2 separate regions of the Mus musculus genome follow, and region 1 is linked to region 2. The links are chromatin contacts, called in public Hi-C maps. All regions are on one chromosome and are shown on one strand. The core of a region is the stretch at or near the end of the contact, and the rest is flanking DNA. Distances in the headings are between cores, read along the strand shown.

The links. A called contact is a pair of places that touch in the nucleus more often than the background predicts.
Region 1: a contact with region 2 is called in a Hi-C map of uterus, with 7 times the contacts expected there. The contact joins the promoter of Tmem29 here to the promoter of Lrch2 in region 2. A contact is called at or near these places in 6 of 39 promoter capture datasets (the 3T3-L1 cell line, cranial neural crest, frontonasal cranial neural crest and 3 more) and 1 of 484 Hi-C or Micro-C datasets (uterus).

The regions. Positions count from the first base shown.
Region 1 is chrX:150,454,072-150,460,460 of GRCm38.p6, forward strand. It overlaps Tmem29 (transmembrane protein 29), which reads right to left and starts at 5,079. Exons shown (of 3, transcript NM_001359039.1): 1 at 5,001-5,079. It also overlaps a transcript of Apex2 not described here.
Region 2 is chrX:147,550,799-147,557,549 of GRCm38.p6, forward strand. Lrch2 (leucine-rich repeats and calponin homology (CH) domain containing 2) reads right to left here and starts at 3,283. Exons shown (of 21, transcript NM_001081173.2): 1 at 2,880-3,283. The coding sequence starts at 3,252.

The DNA.
Region 1 (6,389 bases), core at 3,829-6,328, 2.9 Mb after region 2:
GACAGAGGACTAATATCCAAAATTTTTAAAGAAATGAAGAAGTTAAGACACAATTACCCAAATAACACAATTTTAAAATGGGGTACAGAGCTAAGAGAATTATTCTCAACAGAGGAATCTTGAACGGCCAAGAAGCACTTAAAGAAATGTTCAAAGTCCTTAGTCATCAGGGAAATGCAAATCAAAATGACCCTGAGGTTCCATCTTACACACATCAGAATGGTTAAGATCAAAAACTCAAGCAATAGCACATGCTGGCGAGGATGTGGAGCAAGGGAAACACTTCTTCATTGCTAGTGAGAGTGCAAACTTGTACAACCACTTTGGAAATCAATTTGGTAGTTTCTCAGAAATGTGGGAATAGTCCTACCTCAAGACCCAGCTATACCACCCTGGGCATATACCCAAAAGATGTTCTAATATCTCACAAAGACTCTGTTCACAGCAGCTTTATTTGTAATAGCCAGAAACCGGAAACAACCTAGATGTCCCTCAACTGAAGAATGGATAAAATATTCATAAGATAAAGATAGTCATGAGAGGGGGCTGGAGAGATGGCTCAGCAGTTGAGAACACTGACTGCTCTTCCAAGGGTCCCGAGTTCAATTCCCAGCAACCACATGGTGGCTCACAGCCATCTGTGGTGGGATCTGATGCCCTCGTCTGGTGTGTCTGAAGGCAGCTACAGCCTACTCATATAAATAAACAAACCTTTAAATAAAAAGAGTCATGAGAGGCAGATGAAAGGAAGGAACTGGAAGGGAGGGGGAGGGGAATGGGGGGTTAGGATCAGGTGCAGGGAAGGACAGGAGTGATGCCTAGTTGGCCATGAAAATGAATAGAAATCTGAAACTGACTGGGGGGCAGGGGGGAAGGGGGTATGTCCAGGTCCAGACAGAGACCTGGGATATGGGAGGTGCCCAAGAATCAATAGGGGTGACCTTAGCTGTGACTCACAACATTGAGGATATGGAACCTGAAGAGGCTACCTCCTGTAGCCAGGCATGAACCCCAGTGGATCGATAGAGACACCAACACACCCACAAAACTTTCAACCTAAAATTTGTCCTGTCTACAAGAAATGCAGGCACAGGGGAGGGGGCAGAGATTCCCAACCAATGGAATGGCCAACCAATAACAAGCCCAAGTTGAGAGCCATCCCATGGACAAGCACCAATCCTTGATACTTTTAATGATACTCTGTTATGCTTGCAGACAGAAGCCTAACATGACTGTCCTGAGAGGCTCCACCCAGCAACTGACTCAGATAGATGTAGACACCCACAGCCAAACAGTGGATGGAGCTTGGAGACTCTCATGGAGGAACAGGAGGAAGGATTGTGGGCCCCAAAGGGGAAAGGAACTCCACAGGAAGACCAAGAGTCAACTAATCTGCACCTTAGGGGGCTCTCAGAGTCTGAACCACCAACCAAAGAGCATGCACAGGCTGGACCTAGGCCTCCCTCACATATGAAGCAGATGTGCAGCTTGGCCTTCATGTGGGTCCTGAACAACTGGAGCTGGGGCTATCCCAAAAGCTGTTGCCTGTGCATAGAATATGTCTTCTAGCTGGGCTGCCTCTGGGAGAAGATGTGCCTAACCTTGCAGAGCTTGAAGTGCCAGGGTGAGGTGATAACAAGGAGAGCCCCACCCCCTAAGAGAAGAAGTGGGAGGAATGGGGAAGGATTTAAAGGTGGGCATTCCTATGAAGATACTGTGGATTCTCTTTTTTTTTTTCTTTTTCTTTTCTTTCTGTTTCTTTGGATCTTCAAGGCATTTTAGTGGGGAGTTTAAGCAGGGTTAGTAGAAACTCAAAAGAAGAGTAACGATAAAATAAGCAACAGGGAGCTGGAGAGGTGGCTCAGCAGTTAAAAACACTAGCTGCTCTTCCAGAGGACCCAGGTTCAATTCCCTACACAGGGCAGTTCACAGCTGTCTGTAACTCTGAGATCTGACACCCTCATACAGACACGCATGCAGGCAAGACACCAATGCACATTAAAATATAAATGAATAAATAAATAAATAAATAAATAACAGGAGGGGTGGAGTCAATCAGAGGGATCCCTTCAGCTTTCTACACAAGACTAAGTCCCTAAAACAGGGGGTGAGTGCTGAGGGTAGAGCTCAGCAGCTGGGCACTCACCTTGCACAATCAAAGCAGAAAATTTTATCCCAGCACTGGGGCAAAAGATCAATAAATCTGGTTATAGAAAAAGATAATTATACATCTGAAAATGATAAATATAACTGCAAAGTTTTAAAAAAAAAGTCAAAGTCTTGCAATGCAATGCTCACTTCAGCAGCATATATTTTAAAAGTGGAACAATCCACAGATGTATGGATGGCCTCTGTGTGTAAGGACAATACCCAAAGCTGTGAAACAAATTAAGTCAACTTTACCTACTGCGGTGAAAAAACTGTCTGCCTTGTTAATAAATTGTTATAATTCACTTTCAAAAAAAGAAGAATTTGCAATGCAGATGATGGATGGTAGCTCATTTCTATACCTGCAACTATTAAAATTATAATCTAACTACCTTTACAAACCTAGGAGCAGGGTGGTACTGGTACATGCCTCAGCACTCAGGAGGCAGAGGCAGGCAGACCTCTGAGTTCAAGGACAGCCTGGGCCACCTAGAGAAACCTTGCCTGGAAAAACAAACAAGCAAACAAACAAATCAAAAACATTAGGCCTGGACTCTGTAGGTCAGATATAGAGCATTTGACTAGCATATACATGGTCAATACTCAGTACCAAAATAATAACAATAACAATATATTTATATTTAATAATTAAATAATATTAAGTCAAATTTTATTAGTTACATATAAGCATAAATATTATTTAATACTTTAACATTAAAGCAATTTATTAAATTAATATTTAATGTAATTATATATGGCAATAAGTGTTGTTTATATTAAATATTAGCTTCTAATATTTATAATAATTTGATATTTTAAATCATAGGAAAGGCATGGTAAACAAGAATCCTCATAGAAAGAATACTCTTTCAAGAGTGAATGAACTGTTTGGCCTTTGGACCTAACAAATCTACTTCTAAAATTGCATTGTGAATAAATGGCGATGTTGAAACAGTAAGTCTGTACAATAAAAATTTTTTTCACTTTATAGAGAAATTATCTTTAAAAATGTACACTGATATGCTTTCCTTCTTTATATTCCCCTGACATTACACCTGTAATCCCAGCACTTGAGGGATATGGAACCAGAAACTCTGGTCATCCTTAGCTAGACTAAATTGCCACTTCAAAACTACTCTGGGATAATGGAAACCTGCTCAAAAAAAAAAAAAAAAAAAAAAAAAAAAAAAGTAAAAAGTAAGCAAGCATCCACCCCCCCGCCATTACTAGGACACAAGCTGTTGGCCTATGTGGGCCACCACCCCCTAAAGCAGGTTCTTCTTCCACTCTCCTTTACAAAAATGGTAGTACACAGGTACTGAGACAATAACCACGGGTATCAAGATGAGCAACCAGACTACCAAAAATTTGCCAACATCCCTAGTCCATCACTGTCTAATCACACACTTGCTTTGTAAAATGCTTTCCTTCATCTAGTAGAAGTTTGGCCTAAAATGAAACAATATCTCCAGATCTCCTGATTTTTTTTCTTTTCTCTTCTTTTCTTTTTATTATTTTCAAAATGAGAAAAGTAAGTCTTCAGTTTTAGTGCATGCATCAGAATGTCAATACTTAGTTATACTCTCCCCTCGAGAAAGCAGTAAGATAGATACAGATAAACATCTTTCAAAAGAAAGTCAATGGACAGAGTTTCATTAAACAGTCCCAGCTGGCCTTCAACTCACTCAGCCTTCAACAGCACAGGCAGGCCTTGAACTGCAACCCTTCCCACCCATCTTCCCAGTAGCTAGATTACAGGCCTGTACCACCAGGCCTGATCTGACCCAGTAATGTTGTATGGATAAAGAATTGTACCCTGAAGAAATCAGGCACTTGGTCATTTGTTCAACAAATACCACCAATGTTGAGAACACATAGCAGTTCTGATGCTGAGCAGAAAGTATAATGGTGAGCAAGGAGGAAAAAGCAAGTATGATCCTCTCCTTAGGCATCATCCTTTATGATACCTGACATTGGCATAAGGAGGAAAATCAGTTATTAGATGATGTCGTCACATTTGGAAAAAAAGTTCAAGTCTTTTTCTCATTTTAAGATTCATTTTTATCACCTTGTAATCATGCACGTGTCTGTGCATGTGGGTGTAGGCCAGAGGCATCTGACTGTCTAGAGCCAAGGTGTGTCCTAGGAAGGGTCCTCTGTAGGAGCAGTACTAGCTCTTAACTGCTTCGCCATCTCTCCAGTTCCTAGGGTCTTTTTTCTAATCATTACCTGTCAGGGGGGGTTCAGTGGGATTTCACTTTTCTTAAATTGTTAAAGCAATAACACAAATACTCATTTCTGTATGCTTAAATTATACCCATGGGAATGGGGAAGAAAAAAATAATCCCTAAATCAAGTATTGTAAACTGCATTGAGTCTGGATGATTGCAATGTGGATAAGAATTGTTTTCATTAGTACCCCTGCAAACGGTTAAATAAAAGAACGAGGATGTTTATAAAGATCCTCTAATGTTAATCCTAAAGACAAGTTAAAGAATGACTTTTAGAAAAGCCAAAACACAAGTAGCTGCCCAACAGAATTTAAACCGCCTACTATAAGAGCAAAGGGCTTTATCCACAGGCAAGCAAAAAAAAAAAAAAAAAGCAAAAGAGAACCAGATTGAGGAAGCATAATTTAGAAAGACTACTTTTTTTTTAAGCACAAAGGGCGGGGTGGAGTGGGCAGGACTCCGATACCGCGGTTAACATTGCCATCTAGCGGCCACAGAAATTGAAACTCACCCTCACGGAACAAAATTATTTTCCTGCCGCTTTTCAGTCAACTGTTGTAGAAATGAAGACTCCGGAAGGTAAGCGGAATGGAGAAAACCGCCAAAATCACTCGTACTTGCCTAAGAGAGTACGGCGATCCGAATCCGCGATGAAAGCCCGAACGCCCATCCTCACCCTAGCGAAAATCAGCCGAAGTCCCGCCTTCTCACCGGAAGGAAGCTGTAATCTGCGGTCTAGGATTGGCTGATTTTCGCGTTGGCGCAGTGGTACGAGTGAGGTCGCTGCCAGCTTCCCTAAGCATTACCGGTAAGTAACTTCCAAAGCTCCTGTTCTAGGCCAAAGAACAGAGCTTGTGACTTGCAGCCACACAGCCCTGGTCTCCTTATGTTCTAGCCATTCGAGCCTTGAGCCAGATCGCCTCCCGTTCAGCCCTTACCTCTCTGATCATGAAACCTTTTTGGATGATTTTACCTGTACCCTAAAACACCGGCGGGGGGGGGGATCACATCCTTTACCAAAAGAAGGTATACTTTGAACACAAATGATCTACATTGCTTTCCTTTTTTTGTTTTTTGTTTTTTCGAGACAGGGTTTCTCTGTATAGTCCTGGCTGTCCTGGAACTCACTTTGTAGACCAGGCTGGCCTCGAACTCAGAAATCCGCCTGTCTCTAGCTCCCAAGTGCTGGGATTAAAGGCATGCGCCACCACTGCCCAGCTCTTTCTTTCTTTTTTGTTTGTATGTTTGCTTGTGTTTGAGCCACAGTGTCCTGTAGTCGAAGCTGGTCCGGAACTTGGCATTTCACCAAGGCCAGATTTGAACTAATCCTCATGGCTCCACCTCCAGAATGCTGAGATTATAGGCAGTGCAGCACCAAGTTTGGGAATGGGAATCAATTCTTACTGACAGTTACTTTAGCATCAGGAATGCTTTGGATGTGTAGTTTACTGGTGTTTTTCTTATGGGATTTTATTAAGAAGCCAACCTTGAGGTCAGGGCTCTAGAGAACTTTTCTTCCAGCTATTTCAGCCTTTGTTGTTTTCCTGGAATTAAGTCTCTGTGTTCTCTGGTCAGGCCCCTTTCTTAACTATATTGAAGAGAAGCCAAATAGAGCATCCAGGCAGCAAAGATCCCTGTGTCCAGCCTAGCAACTCCTTGGTGCATTGCACTTTTTTTTCCTCTCCAAAGTTTCTTTTATTTAAACAAAGAGTTTTGCGATGAAAATCCCTGAAAAGACGCTGTGTGTGGTTGTGTTTATGTCTGCAGAAAATGATAGGCCCACTGGAATTTCAGAATTATAGAGAGATTAGAATTGTGCAGGTTCAGAGGCTAAGTGCTTTATCTTGAGCTAGGTTTAGCCTTCCTGGCCCCACTCAGTATCTGAACACTAACACCTGGTGATAATAGAAAAAAATCTTTTGGAAGGTGGTAACTTTAGAACTAACATCTTGCAATAATAAATAAAAAGCTCATTGGCACTATTAACTTAAAGCTAACATTCTGTGATAA
Region 2 (6,751 bases), core at 2,033-4,532:
AAGTTCAAGGCCAATTTGGGATACAAAGTAAATTCAATACTAGCTGGAAATACAGAGACTCTGTCTCAAAAGGGTGGGTAAGGGGAGCTGGGGAAATGACAATGGGTAAAGTCCTGTCAACAGAATGACAGCTGGAGTACAAATCCCCAGAACCCACGTAAAGGACAGGCACAGTAACTCAGGTATTTGCAATCCCAGCACTCCTTTAGGAAGATAAGAAGAAAGGCAGCAGAAGCCCTAGAAGATCATGGGTCAGCTAGCCAAGAATACTCAGAGTCCAGAAGACTCCTATCTTTAGGTAGAAGGTAAGAACGGATATGCAAGATACTCCTTTGATGACCACACATTGCCCATAGCACCCATGTGCCTTCATCCATAAGGGAATGTTTACACACAGGAGTATCACACACAAAGGAGGAAGCAGGAAGAGAATGAAAAGGTAAAGGAGGAAAACACACAAATGAAAACACCTTACTCAGCCTCAGCCGGTGTTAGTCAGGTAAGCATGAGTATCTAAATTTAATCCCCAGCATCTACATACAAAAGAAAAAAAGCTTGGCACATTTTTTTTTTTAAATCCCAGAGCTGGAGAAAGGAAGAGAAATGGGTCCTCAGTGTTCTCAAACCACCCAGCCTAGTCTCCTTGACAACTTCAGAGCAGTGAGAGCACCTCTCAAAGAAAATCAAACGCACTGCACCTGAGGCTGACCCCTGGCCTACACATTTTCATACACACCCTAGCACAGGTTTGCACGGGCACAAGCACAAGTACACACACCAAAAGGTATACCATGTAGACCCTAGTAAAGATTAAGATGGATACAGAATGCTTCAATAGCATGTGCAAAATCCTGAGTCTTCAGCACCAGTACCAACAAAAAGATATGGGGAGTTAACAGCTTACCAAGAACAAATATGGTTCTGGGTTGTGTTGAGGTTTGCCTCAGAAAACCAACCAAAGGCTTAAAAGCAAATGGTTATAACTGAATAAAATGATGTTCATGTTTGTGAGAAACGTCACTATACAAAGAGGAGGAGGAGGGGGCTAGGAGGAGGAGGAGGAGAAGTAGGAGGGGGAGGAGGAGGAAGCAATATAGAATGGTAACACTAAATGAGTATATACCTTTAAAGGGGCTCCCCATATCCTCAGGGAGAACAAGGCACAAGCATAAAGGGAAAATAAAGTCAGAAATGTCAAACAAGTAGTAAAGACAATAAGTGCCGAGGAATTCAAAGAAACAGAAGACTGCTATGGATTATGGAGCCAGCTTCTTAGAAAACCTCCTGCATACTGAGAACCTTCATGAATATGAGGCAAAATTACACAAACACATTTGAAGGGCAGCAAGCTGACCTAGTTGGAACAGAAGGCAGAAACATTTGTGGAGATAAGGTTGCAATAATTAACCTGGGGCCAGACAGTGACAGCTAAGATGCTTAAACTTTGTCCCACAGGTAGAATGAAGGAACCTTTATGGGTTAAAAAAAGAAAAGAAAAAAACAGTAAGAAAAACAATTCCTATAAGAATGCATCATGGAGCCATTTTTCTTGAAGCTTTTGTAAAAACACACCAAGGAGCATATATTGTCAGTACCTCACCATGAGTATGTGAATAGAGTTGTTTGGACAATCTGTTCTTGGTAAAGGTGTAAACATTCAAATGTGCTTTCCAAAATACAAAATCAGGTCTTGATTATGCATTCCTGAGGCTAACGCCTAAGAGGATTATTGACTAGGAAGCTTCATTTGAGGTTTTCTTCCTCTTCCATCCTCTGCCAGTGCATGCATCTTGATTTGATGTCTAGAAACTGAATGCACTCAATTTGTCTGGTTTGTAAATAAGGTTGTTTACTATTTCCTACTACGCATGAATTTACTTACTATGTTGCTTCAAAATCACTACATCACTTCTAATATTTTGGTGCATAATTCATTTCAGCAGAGTATATGGGGTACATAAATAAAGAATTAAAGATCATGAGAAGGAAAAAAAAACTTTCAGCAAACCTAAACAAAGCTAAAAATAAGCTGCACAGCTTTAGAAGGAGAGCGAATTCGTAACAACAGCAAAAATACCAGCCACAACAAAGACGAACACAGAGTATAGGATAATCCATTAACCATCAACTCCATAAGAAATGGAATATTTTTCTCAAAAATGCTCATTTCTTTTGATTTCTGCTATAAAAATTAAAACTAACATCATTCAAATCTGGACTGCCTTTCACCCAATAACCAAACCCTTAAGTGATTGATGATTTAATTTGCTACTACAACAAATACTAATCTAGCCACCATCACCTCTCAACGCCAGGAAAATGAATAAATAAAATAAGATAAAATAGAAAACACTCTATAAGGCATACATGAGGGGAAAGAAGCCAAAAATACCCTAAGATGATTAAACAAATCCACCATAAGACCACAAACAGCAAACCTGACTCTAAAAAGGACTATGCCATTCGTGCAGGCATGGATGCCTTCAAGGAATAAGTAGAGATTATGATATTCTGCATTGTCTGTTCTCAACTCCCCCTCACTGCCTCCCACCTACTCACAGTTGAGGTAGGGAAAGATAAGACCAAGAGTTGCAAGAAGTGCATTAAGGAAGGTGTCAATAAGTCCCTTCTGCCTGTATGCACGCAACTCTCTAACAATAATGCCCCTAACATCGCAGCCAGCTCTCCATCATCCCTGGGCTACTGGCGCCCCTCTTTCCCGCTGCCTGCATTGCCCCTTTGCAGTCACAGGAGGCTGCTAGGATTCCGGGACTCCCGCCGCCTCTGCGCGCCGGGCCAGCAGACTCCAAGGCAGCCACGCAGCCACCCACTCCCCATCCTCCTTCCAGGCCCCGCTTCCCCTCCCCCCAGCCTGTCACCTGCTTGGGTGGTGTCCGTCAGGTCGTAACCGCTGCCCGGGAACTCTCTGAGTTTCCTGCCACTGAGGCTCAGGATGCCAGAGTTCCCCGCCTCCTCCAGGGCCCGGTCCAGGCTCCTCACCGTGTGCTGCGGCTGCAAGCTCCCCGGGTGCCACTGCGGCCCATTGGGGAACGGCTGACCGAAAAGAGTCGGTACCGGGATGGGCACCGCCACGGTCCCGCCACAGCCGCCACCTCCTCCCGCCCCGGCCCCCCCACCTCCTCCTCCACCACCACCACCTCCTCCTCCAGCCGCGCCACCGCCACCGCCACTTCCACCTCCACTGCAGCCGCCGCCCCCACTGTTCCCACCGCCTCCCTGACTCGCCGCCATGTTCCTGGGAGAGAGAATAGCCCCCGACAATACTCGGAGCCTGGGCCGCGAGTGGAGGGGGTTCTTAGGACGCATGCGCAGGCTGAGGGTGGGAGGGGGGGCGAGGGAGATGGTAGGAAGGAACCCCGGGCCAGTGGCTATGAGGTGTCGCGCACACAGAGGACGCTGGAACGTGCTCAACGTTTGTTAAAAAAAAAAAAAAAAAACAACCGAGGATCCGAGGAAGGATGCTAAATCCAGGGTCCGCTGCTTTGGGTACCAAAGTCTTAAGAGGTACCAGGTTAACTGGAAGTCTCTTGAGCTCTGCGCCTCCTCCCCCTGCTCCCAAGTCTCTCAGAGTGCTTTGCCTTTTCCTTCTGCAAAACAAAAACAAAACACAAAATGTGAGGTGGGGAATAAAAGGACTTCTTTCAAAATGTATAGAAACAGCTCTTGGGAGGATTAGGAGGCAACTGACCTGAGATACTTCCTACAAATACCTCAAGAATCATCTTTCAGTGCAAATATACTAAAAGAAGGGTTGGAGAGGAAAATGAGAACCGTATTGAGAATAAGGCATAACTTGCATTCTGCTAGCCTTTAGAAGCCCAAAGTAGGAAAAGACCTTAAATGTTTTCAAGGAAGGCTCTCCTTGCAGTGAGTCTCAGCCAAACTGCTGCCTTCCAAACTTGGAAAGAGAGGTCTCCACATTCTGTTCTATGACTCTTTGAAGTTGTTCCAAGAACTCCAAAATATCTCCAGTTTCGTCTCATCACGTCAGCATTGGATGATAAAAGCGCTTTGATCATCAAACAACCTTGGAAAGAATTTTTGAAATACAGGTTTTAGTTTAAATGGCATTCTGACGATTTGATGCTGGGATTTGAAGCCAATCCATCTTGGGATTTAGGAGTTCCTTCTTACAACTTAAAGAGACGTTTTAATGTAGAGGCCAAAGAAAGTTGAAAGTCGATTATAAGACATTGTGGTGCCTCCATAATCTGACCACAATCTTTGTAGGCAGATAGGTAGTGAGCTCTTTCAGCTGCTGCTCAGATTTCCACTACCTACTTCTCTCCCAATGAGCCTCCAGCTCCCTTCCCTAATACTCAATGAGATTATTGGGGAAAACAATTAGAATGCTCTGGCATGTCCCTTTATCATTAATTCCAATAACTTGTGCACATGATTCACATCTTTGTAAATTTGAACAACATACCACAGTCTTAGAGAAGACTGCATGCACCAAGGAAATTGATCTGCCATAGGCTATATACTTTGAAAAACAATATAGGGAAGAAAAGCAATTTGGCTGAGTGACTTTGTGGCCATAGAGGGTTACTTTAAATGAATATGATAAGAAAAAATTGCATGGCCCAGCAGTGGTGGCACACGCCTTTAATCCCAGCACTTGGGAGGCAGAGGCAGGTGGATTTCTGAATTTGAGGCCAGCCTGGTCTACAGAGTGAGTTCCAGGTCAGCCAGGGTAACACAGAGAAACCCTGTCTCGAAAAACCAAAGAGAGAGAGAGAGAGAGAGAGAGAGAGAGAGAGAGAGAGAGAGAGAGAGAGAGAGAATATTGCACTCACATTGGACATGAATCACAGAAAGAATAGGACTTAAACTGAACTTTATACCAGTGATTAGCAATTGAAAATGATTTATTAAATACACTGGTAGGAGGTGGGGATTTAGATCAGTATAGAACTTTTGCTAGGTCCTGGATTTACCCACCAGTACCACACTGGATTTACCCACCAGTACTGCACCAAAAAAAAAAAATAATAATAATAATAATAATAATCCCCAAACAACATGCCCATTTAAAAAATTGGGTTGTATCTTGTCACTACCCAGACTGCCATCCAGGACTCAGTAAGCCTGTATTCTCCCAAATAAGGAACTAAGTCCCACTCCTATCACAAAGAGATATTGTAACTTATACTTCCTATCCCTTATTTTTCAAACCAAACAATGTACTGAGACATTCCATAATTAAGAAGGATGAAGAATGACGCTAAATTCATTAGTAAGAAAAAAATAAGGAAAGGAAATAGTTTAAGAATTACCCAGGGGCTGGTTCAGTGGTAAAGTGCTTCCCTAGAATATGGGAGACCCCAGGTTTCATTCCTAACACTGCAAAATAAATACATAACTGATGCTTACAAAAAAGATTTGAATTTATTTTAAAAACAATGTTTATGCTCCAGGATAAAGACAGCCTGGGGATAAAAAAAAATCTTAAGTGTAAAGGAAAATATGCAAACAAATTTAAGACGGAAAATTATCTCCCAAAGAATTAAAAGACAGACTAAGTAAGAAACATTTGAAACATACAATGTGCTCTGCATACATATACACCAACGCCTGTAAAGTTTTTTGACAAGACCACCAAGTTCAAAGGGAGGTTAGATTTAGAAAGAGGTTATGAAGTTCAGAAAACTATTCCAATCCCTTAACTTCCTGTGTAATACTTGGGGAAAAAAAAAAGAAATCTCTATGCTTCAGTGTCCCTATATAACCTTAGATGATAATAGTACTCAATAATGAGAATTAAATAGCATTTGCTACAGTTGTGAAATATTGATATACTAACCATTTCCATCTTAATTGGAGTAGTTGTAGTTACCCACAAGAAGTTTCCAAGGCCCCAGCCTGTTAATACTCCCTCATATAAGGAAGGGATAAGAAGGGTCATCAGAATCTCACCTGAGGTTCCTACTGCTCTTTCTTGTGTCCCAGTCCTAGTTATATGAATTCTCCCCCAAACTGTACGTGGTCTCGGGGAGGGGCTAGCCAACTATGTAAAGAAGATTGAAGGTTAATTGAAGGAGGGAACATCATATGCATAGCTGTGGGGGAAGTATCAACTATGCTGTGGTGAAATATTTAGTGAAGTGGCTATTTGGGGGTATGCCCCACACTCCTGCAAGTAACTGCTCACTCATGCTGTGTGAGGAAGTCCAATAAACTTATTTGTTCACCAAGAGACACTTGGATAGAAACCTTTGGTTTGTCATTAGTGCCATCTCTAAGATTCTGGTTTACATTCTTCCAAGGAAAATAATTAAGACAACAGCCAGGAACTGCAAAAGTATCATATGTTCTTCCTATAAAGCCCATAAACCGGTAATATAACTCAGATTTTACAGGTTACATAAAATAGTTTATGCTTTGCTTCATGTTGTTATCAGAAGGTCACATAGGTAAAAAGTGGAAAAACAACACCAAGCATTCACTTACCCATGCAATAAGTATATATTGAAGGATTATTCTGTGTGAAGAGTATTCTCCACATATACTATATGTAGCAAGTTACTCTCTTAACTACAACCAGGACCCTCAAAAGAGATTAAATAACCAACAATATACAAAATGTAAGAATCTAAGAGTAATGTTAGTTAATTCGTGGATAATCATGAGTAAAGATTGCATCTTTTACTTAAGTCTGTAACAGGATATATTGTAATGTTTAACATTTTGATTTTATTCGTGAAATGACATACTGGTGCTGGATAAT